Regions from separate parts of the Mus musculus genome. Here region 1 is linked to region 2. Evidence: chromatin contacts called from public Hi-C data. All regions are on one chromosome and are shown on one strand. The core of a region is the stretch at or near the end of the contact, and the rest is flanking DNA. Distances in the headings are between cores, read along the strand shown.

What was found. A called contact is a pair of places that touch in the nucleus more often than the background predicts.
Region 1: a Hi-C map of B cells shows a contact between it and region 2, with 12 read pairs. The contact joins the promoter of Ube2g2 here to the promoter of Mcm3ap in region 2. A contact is called at or near these places in 1 of 39 promoter capture datasets (pre-B cells), 1 of 484 Hi-C or Micro-C datasets (B cells) and 1 of 115 datasets of contacts at active chromatin or transcription factors (astrocytes).

The regions. Positions count from the first base shown.
Region 1 is chr10:77,618,678-77,624,700 of GRCm38.p6, reverse strand. Ube2g2 (ubiquitin-conjugating enzyme E2G 2) reads right to left here and starts at 2,380. Exons shown (of 6, transcript NM_019803.3): 1 at 2,285-2,380. The coding sequence starts at 2,327.
Region 2 is chr10:76,466,394-76,472,178 of GRCm38.p6, reverse strand. Mcm3ap (minichromosome maintenance complex component 3 associated protein) reads right to left here and starts at 3,277. Exons shown (of 29, transcript NM_019434.3): 1 at 2,965-3,277; 2 at 927-2,230; 3 at 530-756. The coding sequence starts at 2,124. It overlaps Ybey (ybeY metallopeptidase), which reads left to right and starts at 3,065. Exons shown (of 5, transcript NM_172550.4): 1 at 3,065-3,405; 2 at 3,793-4,022. The coding sequence starts at 3,813.

The DNA of each region.
Region 1 (6,023 bases), core at 1,131-3,630, 1.2 Mb before region 2:
AGGCTGGGCCCTAAGCCAGTGACTGTTGACATTTCAAGTGGAAAAATCTGAATACCGACACACCCAGGCTCAGATGGCCACAGGAAGGTACAGGAGAGGAAGGACTTACACTAGCACAGCTAAGTAACCCGCAGTAGCCAGCACTCTAGAGCTGAGAGGGAGGAAGGACCTTCCCCAAAAGCCCACCCTGCCTAGGGTGACAGCCCAGGCCACAAGTGGGCTTCTAATTCTATCTCCAAACCATGAGATGCTGTCTGTTATGGTATCTGAGTGGTGACAATGTTACAACAGCCCTGGACCACTGTTCCCTTGTCTGTCACAGTAAGAAGAAAAGCTGTGGAAACATATGACAAGGACACAAGAACACACACTGTTCTTACAGAGGAACCAGGTTCGAGTATTGGCACCCGTATGAAAAAGAGGCAGGCTTTATTTACCATGGGTGCCTGTAGCCCCAGAGTTGGAGGCAAGGGAGGAAACAGGAAGATGTCTGGGGCTAACTGGCTGGCCATTCTAGCTGAATTGATGAGCTCCAGGTTCAATGACAGGCCTGGTCTCAAGAGAAGAGGGTGGAGAGTGAGCGACAGAGTGGGACATTCAATATCCGCCTCTGCGTGCACAGGACACTGCACTTGGGAGCAGTCTAAGGTCTTCGCTTGGCTCTTTTTGTGATATGACCACAGTCTAATCGTTTTATATCTGTTATTCAACTGCTATAAAAGAAAAACAAGGAGCCTGAAAAACAATAGGGATGAAGAGATGACTCATAGATTTTGTTGCTCTTGCAGAAGATCCAGGTTCTAGTTCAGCACCCACACAAAGACTCACAACCAGCTGTAACTCCAGTCCCTGGGGATCTGATGTCATCTTCTGACATCCACTGGCACAGGCACACATATGACACACTTACCTATGTGTAATCAAAATACTCATAAAAATACACATAAAAAACACATTAAAAAAAAGTTAGACAATGAACCACACTCAAGGTCATATCGCCTCTAAATCTACAGTACAATCAGGTATGCAAGAACACCTTCGCTCTAGCCCAACCTCGGATGTTCTAATTCAACCTGGATGTTCCTGTTGAATCTACCTAATACTAGAGTACATGGTCTTAAACAGAGGACAAACCTTTTATACCATAAAGGAAGAAAAACACTCAGTGGGACTTTTATTGAATTCACAAGGACACGGAAAAAACCTCCCTCCCTCCCTCGCTCCTCGTGCTTTGTACTGCTGGATGCATTTCCATCACTGCTGCCACAGGCTTAAACAATATCCATTGATGACCTCATGGTTTCCATGTGGGCTTGGGCCCAGCCGAGACAGCTGGTTGTTTCAGGGCTGCAACCCAAGTCCATTCAAGTCGCTGGCACAACTCAGTTCCGTATGGCTGTAACACTGGTCCCAGACTAGCTGTCAGCCTGGGGCCACCCTTAGCTCCCTGCCCTTTTTTTTCCTCTTCCAAGAAGCCACAGCAGGTGGAGTCCTTCTCCTCTGTGAACCCCCTGAGCCCCTCGCCAGCCTTCCTATTTTAGAGTTCCCTCTTTAACCAAATTCCTTCTCTCTCTCACACGGAGATGATTCACAACCTTAACTTCAAATTAAGTGACAATACGTTTTGTCTGACGTACGAGTAGAGGCTTTTTGTGGCGGATAAGTTTTTCTCTAATGTGAATACCCTTGGGTAGAAGTGGTCAAAACTTAAACCCCTGTCCCGGAGCTTAAATGCTGTTCCCTCTTTTTTAGATAAAGGGGATGTGTCTCAATCTAGACACAGAGCTGAAAAAGTAAAACAGAGAGAAAAACAGATCCGGATCCAAGGAAACTGTCCGGAGCCCGTGTCCGAGAAACTTTGGTTTTCCCCAGCAACTCGCACCTGCGGCGTGGCCGGGGGTTTGAGGCGTTATCTTGTTTATTTTTAACTTTCTCCCCCAACTCCCCTCGACGGCTCGACCACCTTACGGGGATTACCCGGTACTCGCCCCGCAGCATCAACTGTCGGGAGGGCAGATGCGCAGCACACAGGGGCTTAGGGACCAGACCCGGGTGGCAGGGCCACGGCGGCGCTGCCCCGGCCGGCTTCTGAGCCCAGGGCCAGCCCCGCTGCCGCTGGCTGGGGTGCGCAGGTGACGGCGACAGCCTGGCCTTTTATCCGCACGCGGAATCTCGCAGCCCGGCCCAGTACCCCCGCACCGCACCGCACCGAGCCGAGCCATGCCGGGCCACGCCGCGGGCGACTATGGGGAAGAGGACAGGAAGGCGGCGCCGCCTGACTCACGCTTATACTCGGCCATCAGCCTCTTCAACGCCGTCCCCGCCATACCGCGGAACCTGCGTTCAGCAGCCTCGCCACATCCGCGCCGGTCCCGCCCGCCCGCTCCGACGCCCACGACTGCTTCCGGGTCGCGGGCTCCGGGCGCAAATGCATCCGGGGCGCGCGCGGGTGACGTGGCGCACCCGGGTGCTTCAGACAGGCTCGCTGGGGTTCGCCTCGCGCTCCCCGGGTAATGGCCCGGGTCGACGGAGCTCGGCTTCCAGAATCTTCTCGGCCGGCCACACCCTCAGCATTGAAGGTTTCCTACGCCGCCGTGAGGCTTTGCGCAGCTCGCCCTGCGGCCCTTTAGTCTTGAAAAATAGTGCGAGAGCTAATGGCTCATCATGGATTGTTCCTGAATGAGACTCATGTCCTTGCGCTTGGGCTCGCCCCTCAGAAGTGGCTGTCCAGATCGTGAAACTTTCCCCTTGTAGGCATGAATGTCCTAGAACTCATTATTTAGCCCAGGCCGGCCTCGAATTCACAGAGATGCCACCTGCCTACCTCTGTCTCCCAAGTGCCACTACACCTGGTTTTTGAGGCCCAGGTGATTTGAGATGACACTTCTAGCAAGAGAAAGAGTACCTTGGTTTCACAAAGGAAGGATAAAGTTCCCGGGCCATATCCCATCCTCTCTGGCCAAAAAAACTCAGACTCTGCCAAGTAAGCTGTACTTCCTCATCATACGGAACTGCCAGATAGATGCTTGGTATTTTCTTAGGTGCACCACTGCCTTCGCTAAGTGGACATGAGGGATACAGCTCGGGACGTGGCTCTCCGAAAAAAGGGGCTTTCAGGACTAGGTGTAGGGACAAAGAGAAAGTTCCTGCTGGGACCCTGAGTATAAGAAGCTGAACTCAAAAGATTTGAGGCATTAGATTCATCACATTTGTCGTTTTAAAAAAGAATATTAAGGGGGCTGAAGAGATGGCTCAGCGGTTAAGAGCACTGACTGCTCTTCTGGAGGTCCTGAGTTCAAATCCCAACAACCACATGGTGGCTCACAACCATTTGTCACGAGATCTAATTCCCTCTTCTGGTGTCTGAAGACAGCTACAGTGTACTTACATACAATAAATAAATCTTTTAAAAAAATATATTAGAGCCAGGCAGTGGTGGTGCACACCTTTAATCCCAGCACTTGGGAGGCAGAGGCAGGCCGATTTCTGAGTTCGAGACCAGCCTGGTCAACTGAGTGAGTTCCAGGACAGCCAGGGCTACACAGAGAAACCCTATCTTGAGAAAGAAAAAAAATATTAGGATGCTACTCCAATTACATGTAAGGTTAAAAAAAAAAAAAATCCCACACGCATAACCCTCCCAAGCATGCCCCACCCACAAGTCAAAAGGAGGCCTCGAGGACACACTGCTCCTCCTGCTGTTGCCTGTAGAAGCATAAGTTAGTCTAACACATCCAAATGATGTGGCAGCCCCGATTCCCTGCGACAGTTTGAATGTGAGTCGTGCCCACATGTTTGCTGGTCAGGGTGGAACCTCCACTAGCTGGATAGGGGTGAATTTTGAGATTAGGATTAGCTTAGTTTCTAGTTCTCTCTGCTTCCCAGTCAGCTACCCGGTGAGTAAGCAGCTGTCACACACTGCTGCCGCCTTGGAGCCACCTGCCGCCATGATAGACGGTATCCCCTCCAACCCCAAGGCAAAATTAACTTCTGTGTGTCGGGTATTGATCCCATCAGCAAGAAAACAAACTTGTAAAGTAGTACCATGAACTGAGGCCATCCCTGGGATGAGCCTGACCATGAGCTTCAGAGCTAGTTTGGTTTTGTTTTAAAGATTTTTATGAGTACACTATGGCCGAAAAAAAAAAAAAAGATCTATTTATTTATTTAATGTGAGTACATTGTAGCTGTACAGAAGGTTGTGAGCCTTCACGTGGTTGTTGGGAATTGAATTTTTAGGACCTCTGCTTGCTCCAGTCAACCCCACTGGTCAACTCTGCACTGCTGGCCAAAAGACTTATTATAAGTACACTGTAGCTGTTTTCTGACACACCAGGAGAGGGTGTCAGATCCCATTACAGATGGTTGTGTGCCACCCTGTGGTTGCTGGGATTTGAACTCAGGACCTCTGGAAGAGCAGTCAGTGCTCTTAACCGCTGAGCCATCTCTCCAGTCCCAGCCCCAGAGCTAGTTTTAAGGAGAAAAGTGGAAAACAGGTTCAGAGCTGGGAGCTAGAGAACTCTCAGATTGCTGTGAGCAGGGCTAAGAGGACGACTCTGGGGGGAATTTGGAAGACCAGAACACCAAGAAATGCAGGTAGCCTAGACTGCTCAGGGTGCTTTATCCCAGAGGTGAACATCGAACATATCAGAAACTTGGTGGTAACCATTTCACGTCACATCCTGTGGCAGGGCAACGCAGTGCAGTTTCCTCCATCTTGGATCCTTGCTGAGGCCATGTTCGGCTTAACTAGAATCTGATCTCTCTGATTGGGAAGCCCCATAAACAGTTATTCAACTCTATTCTAGGAACTTGAGGTCAAGATGCCCCAGCTTAGCTTCTATTAAAGCTTGTGCAGAACTCCCTCCAGCTAACTGCCTTTAAACTGCTCACTTGCACAGAACTTCTCCTTGCAAACTGCTGAGTTATCAGAATGTGGGGTTTTTTGTTTTGTTTTTTGTTTTTTTGTTTTGTCTTTAAAAACACCTTACTCTATACTCTAAAGCAGTGGTTCTCAATCTTCCTAATGCTTTAACCTTTAACACAGTTCCTCATGTTATGGTAACTCCCAACCGTAAGATTATATTTGCTATTACTTCATAACTGTAATTTTGCTACAGATTTGACCCCTACAAACCATTGCTCTTTAGTTTTGAGTCCCAAATACCTAAGTGTGGTCCCAGCTGGCTGGAATAAATACTTCCAATTGGCTATAGACTGTATCTGAGTGGTCTTCTCTGGTGGATTCCCCATAACAATTCCGTTTTCCCTGCATCCTAAAAACTGGAGTGAGGCCATATTTCAAAAATAATGAGCTAAGGAAGCTGTTTGGCAGAGGGAATTTCAAGGCAGCCTACCTAACATCCAGGCTGTGGCATGATTCTTGTTCACCGCATTTATCCAGATTACAGTGAAAACAGGTAGAAAGTAGCCCAGAGAAATGTGGGAAGTGTCCTTTGGTGAACAGAGATCAGACAGAGTTGAGGGCAGGGCAGACTGGGAACAAGCTGTAGTGGTTAAAGGAATTTAGTGTCAGCAAGAGCTGTCTGAGACACTGCACTGGGATACTAGGTACAGTGCCTAATGAAATGAGAACCCCAAGGTATAAAATGCAAGAGATCCTTCAGGGTTCCCTGCTTAAAAACAAAAAAACCAAGAGCACACAGGGAGGTTTTCCCAGCCTCAAGAGCACACAGAGATGGCTGCAACTGTGCCCTAAGGGTGACAGGCTTCCTCTGGAACTGACAGCCAAACTTGATGGTGGCTCCACATTTGTGAGCTTTTTTGTTTTTTGTTTGTTTTTGTTTGTTTGTTTGGAAACAGGGTTTCTCTGTATAGCCCTGGCTGTCCTGGAACTCACTTTGTAGACCAGGCTGACCCCGAACTCAGAAATCTGCCTGCCTCTGCCTCCCAAATGCTGGGATTAAAGGCGTGAGCCACCACTGCCCAGCTGCATTTGTGAGATGTAAGAGGGGAGAAAGGCCAATGAAACAAGGCAATGAATGGGGGGTATCAAGATTCCT
Region 2 (5,785 bases), core at 2,028-4,527:
CATACCCCACACAGTCACACAAATCTAATTCTGAACCTAGAATGAGCTATTTAAAGAGAAAAGGAAAGCTACGTGAGTGCTTTCCCTACCATCTATCAAGCAAGTGACTTATGGCTGAAAAGGGAAAAGAGTTTGCAAGTGACGACGTTGGAGCTGGAGAGATAGACAGGCAGCAGGCAGGAGCACTTGCTGCAATTCCAGACGGAGGCCTGCGTTTTATTTCCAGCACCCACATGGTTCCACCCATTGTAAAATCATCTGTTACTCTGGTTCTAGAGGATCTGATGCCCTCTTCCGACCTCTATGGGCATCAGACATGCAAGTGATGCAGAGACAAACATGCCAGCAAAACACTGATACACAAAAATTAAAAATAATTTTTTAAAAAATGTATTTTTCAAGTGACCAAGTTGAGGACTGAGAACACAGGCTCAGAGGGGCGGAGCTTGCATCTCCTGCTCAGAGCCCTGGGTGTGATTCTTTGCAATGCAGAAAAAGCGACAGGCAGCAGGTTCTCGGGAGTACTCACGTGGTCGAAAAAATGAATCACGGCGAGCTTCTTGCTGCGTCTGGTGAAGACCCGCTGGACTTTAGCGATTTTGCTGAAGTGTTTCTCCAGGATGGCTCTGTCGTTGAGGTAGTCGGGGATGTTCTTGCACTGGATGGCTGTGAGCTCTAAAGAAGACACGCCCCCGAGGCTGTAGATCCACTCTTCCCTTCGCTTACTCTGGCGCACAGACTTTCCCCTGAGAGAATCTGGAATTTAGAGAGCAGACAAGTAAGTCTGTCAGGGACAACACTTCCAGGCAAAAGGAGCCACCACGGGATAAAAGCCAAGATCGTGGGACTTAAAATCAAGTGACCACAAGGGACCTCACAAGAGCTCGGCAGCACACTTTTGTGGCACACACATGTTTAGGACTCACCTTCTTTCTCATCTCTACTTTCTTCTTCCTCTTTAGTCACAGCTGGAAGGCGGGAAGGTACCATGGTGGACTGACTCCCTCCTGGGACGGCCGCGTGGTCACTTTCCCCAGGTTCCGCAAAGCCACTCTCCTTGGATTCCTTGCTGCCCAGGCGGCCTGCCTCTTTATTGCTTTTGAAGACCTCCTGTATTGTCCGGCCAAACAAAGTACCTCCCCGGGGTCTGTTGAGGCGGACTGGCCGTTTATCTGGGGGATGGTCGCCCCTGGACAGGGGATCAGGGTCTTCTGCTGCCTCGTGGCAATGTCTCCTCGGGGAGCGATCCTGGTCCTCTTTCCTCTTTAATCCCTTCATGAGGGTGGGAAGTGGCTCCACCTGGGAGATGGCTTCCTCACATCCTTGGCGGAGGCTTGGTTTGTTAGCTGGGAAGGGCTCCCCCAAAGATCCTGGTGACGCTGTGGGGAAAGTACTGAAGCTACTGTTTGAGCTTCCAAACGCTGACGTAGAAACCCTCTTCTCTTCTTCTACATTTTGGTTAGACAAAGGAGAGGCAAAGGCAGGAGTATTACTAGTAACTGGTTTCGAAAAGATAAAACTTGAGCTAGTCACCGAACTATTTGTCACCTGTGGGAAAGAAAAAGGGGTCAGGCCTCCAGACCCGCTACCAACGGGATGGGAAAATGTAAAAAATCCAGAAGAAATCTGGCTCTGGGTTTTTTCTGGCTCTGACTCAGGCCCCGGTATCGGTTTGAAGACTGCATTTTCCAGAGGTTTAAACTTGAATTCCGTCTTCCGAAAGCCAGAACCTGCTACTTCTCCGGTTTCTGGCCCAAAAGTAGCGCCACTTGGGAAAACCCCAACACTAGAGGTTGACTTAAAGCTGAATGCCGTATTGCCGGGCACAGAGGAACTCGAAGTAGCTGCGAAAGAAGGTGTGGATTCGAGACTAGAGAAGAGTCCCACACTTGAGGTTTGGGTGAGTCCAAATGCTGGCAAGGAGGAAGAATGGCTTCCTCCAGAGGGTGTTGCAAAGCTTGGTACTTGTGAAAACGCCAGGCTCTTGCTGGGTGTGCTGTTCTGTCCAAAAAGGGAAGGCTGGCCAAATCGAAATGGTGATTTAGTCTGATATGTTCCCGTGGTGCTGGAAGATACCGCAAAAGCACTGGGCTGCTGCCCTCCGAAGGGGTTCACCGGGTGCATCTTCAAGCCAATTATCTGAAGGCAATAAATATGGACTATACACAAGTAGCTCTCCTCTTTAAATTATCTGTTGCCAGGGGAAGCTCTCCTTCATCCTCAGGATGACCTGGAAAAAAAAAAAAAGGTTAGGACATCACAGCATATTTTGCTCCAACTCTTAAATCACAGAAATTCTAAGACAATTATTTAAAAGGCAAGGGCACAACGGGCCGCCGACCACTCACAGATCAACAGGTTTTGGACACAGGGTATTAGAAATGGATTATGGTGTAAGGGAGGTTTAAAGATTTTTTTTTCTTTTTCTTTTCATTAAAGACAAGGTCTCGTAAAACGGGCTTGGTGGCGCATGCCTTTAATCCCAGCACTCGGGAGGCAGAGGCAGGCAGATTTCTGAGTTCAAGGCCAGCCTGGTCTACAAAGTGAGTTCCAGGCCAGCCAGGGCTATACAGAGAAACCCTGTCTCGAAAAACCAAAAAAAAAAAAAAAAAAAAAAGACAAGGTCTCGCTTAGCCCAGGCTTGCCTCAAGCTTACTACAATCAAGCACAACCTTAAGTTCCTTTCTTCTGCCTCGGTCTCCCTTCTGCTGGGACCACAGGTGTGCTCCAGCAGGCTTAGGTGAAGCCTGATCCGTTATGATTAAAATAAAAATGCAAAGCATTTTATTCAATTGATACCTTCTCGGGGAAAAAACAAGCAAACAAACAAACAAACAAAACCTCAGTAATAAGACGGGAACACATCACTTATCAGATTCTTGCGATCTCCAAGGCAAAATAAATAAATAAATAAATAAAAACACAAAAACCGTAATTTAAAATGTTACTGCTTTGGGTTCCTACCATCTCATTTTTCTCCCGGTAACTCGAACTTGCGATGCCCTGGTCTAGAAATAATAGCTTTTTATCCCCGATGCTTAACACTCCGGAAGCCGGCCGCTAGGTTAACAGACGCCTTCGAGCGAAGACTAGTGAAGGCCTTCAGCAACTCGGCAAAGACACAAGGGACAGCGGAGGCCGCGGAGGGAGGAGCAAGTCCGCCAGATACGGCCACTGTCGCCAGCGCTTGTGCTCGCCCACAGTCTGCGTGCAGCCTCTACCGGGCCCACCGCACCGCAACAAACCGGCCACTGGAGCGGGCTCTTGGGTGTGCGCTACGGACATCAAATTTGTAGGACCAACTTCCGGTCCTCCGCATCCGGCTTCCGCTCTCTGGGGTGTGCTGCTGCTGATCTTCCGGCAGGCGGCCCGCCAGACCCCCGACCTTCTTCACGGTCGGATTCGGTAAGTGCACGGCGATCCCGCATTGTGCGGCGTGGAAGCCCCTCGTTCGTGCGTGGATCCTCCAGCCTGAGTGCCCGAGAGACGCTGGACCCACAGCGACCCCATTTGCTCACCCACACTCATCCTCACCTGGTCCTGCACCATTGCAACCGCCCCAAACCACTTGCCTTATTCTGCACGTTGTGCCCAGTCTACCCTGTTTATTAGTTTCCTAGGGTAAATAAAGGTGATTTCCCTTAGCATTGCCACCAGATAAATCCCATCAAATAAAGTTTTATTGTGAGCGCGTGTGTGTTTTTACATAACTTATCACTCTCTAGTAGTTACGGGTCTTTTCTCGAACTTTAACCACAGGTTCCTTCCAACCATTTTTTTTTTTTTTTAAAGGGCTGGGTGTTCTTCCCGAAATGAGTTTGGTGATTAAAAATCTGCAGCGGGTGGTCCCCATCAGAAGAGTGCCACTTCGCAGGAAGATGGATTTAGTCAGGAGTATCTTAGGAGTGAAGAAATTTGACCTGGGGATCATCTGTGTTGACAACAAGACTATTCAGAACATTAATAGGATCTACAGGAATAAAAATGTCCCAACTGACGTGCTTTCTTTCTCATTTCATGAGGTAAATATGTATACCTCATATTTAAAATAAATATATATGTATGTATATATGTTCTTCTCGTACAGCTTACCTTCCTTCCAGAATAGTTCCTGTTAATTACATTACAGATCTGGTTATCTTTGATTTTGAAGTTTTCTGGAAATGCACTGAAGTCTAGCCTGGTGTGACTGTGCATGCCTTTAATCCCATCTATCCAAGAGGCAGAGGCAGTCGAATCTTTGTGAGTTCAAAGCCACCTTTGGTCTGCCTGGTTAGTTTAAGGCCAGACAAAAGCCACATAAGAAGCCCCTTTCTCAGCCGGGTGGCAGTGGTGGCACACACCTTTAGTCCTAATGCTTGGGAGGCAGAGAAAAGCAGATCTCTGAATTCAAGTCCACCCTGGTGTTACAGAGTGATTAACAGGACAGCCAGGGCTACAAAGAGAAACTCGGTCCAAAAAAAAATCCTCTCTATCTCAAAAACAAGCAAATAAAAAACAGAAATGAAGCAATATGACATAGACCCATTAAGTATGTCTAGCCCTAAACATCACAATTCCTCTATGCAGGGACCACTCTCACTAACTCAGTGCCCTCAGGAAATTCAAATAAGAGTGTCTGCAGTTTTAAGTGTACCTCAGTAGTAAATGCTTGGACAGAAAAGTAAAAACTGGTAAGCATTATCAACAGATTCCCTTGCGATAGATAGCTACAAGGAACCACATTGTCTAAATAGCTTCCCCCATTGTTAGCAGAAGAAATGGGAATACTCCTTTTGGGGAATGAATTGGTAGTAAATGGTGCTTCAAAGGATAGAAAAGAGAAGGAAAGAGCCAAGGATGCAGGCTTAACCCTGGAAAGTTAAGCCTTGTGATTGTGGCATAAAATAAGGTCAGGCACCCGTGCAGAGTGGGCATGGTGGTCAGGCAGAGACAGGACAGGACTCGAGGTGTGCGTTGGGAGAGGCTGGATGCAGTAGAATCAGTGTCGCCTGCTTCTAACTGCAGACAGGATTGGGCTATAGCCCGCACAAGATGGGTAGAACAGAGCCCAGCAGAGGGGACTGAAGGTCTACAGCATGTCTGAAGAGGCCACAGCTAATGAAGGATTTGTTTCTGTATATATATATATAGTGGATTATAGCATACACACGTTTCTTCCCCTGTCAAAGCAAAGTTCTTTCTGCTTTTCTCTTTTTTTTTTTCCACCCTTTGGTTTTTCGAGACAGGGTTTCTCTGTGTAGCTCTGGCTGTCCTGGAATTCACTTTGTAGACCAGGCTGGCCTCGAACTCAGAAATCCACCTGCCTCTGCCTCCCAAGTGCTGGGATTAAAGGCGTGCGCCACCACGCCCGGCTTATATGTAAGTACACTGTAGCTGTCTTCAGACACTCCAGAAGAGGGAGTCAGATCTCGTTACCGATGGTTGTGAGCCACCATGTGGTTGCTGGGATTTGAACTCCGGACCTTCAGAAGAGCAGTCAGTGTTCTTACCCACTGAGCCACTCTCCAGCCTGTTTCCCTTAACAGGAAAAAATGGCAGGCACACAAGTGGGGAAAGAGTGTGATTGTGTCCATATGCCAATTCAATGATATTGAATGTGACTTTGAGAGGGGTTGGGGGGGTGAGTAGATAATTTGATAAAAACAGCACGTGAGGGTCACTGTGTGATAACTGCATTCCACCCCCTCAGACTCTTTGATGGTCCTTAGCCTTCATTATGCAGCTTGAGCATCCTGTGGTTAAGAGTCCCGTGCCCTCTGCTAAACAAGTGAGCCAGGTCCTT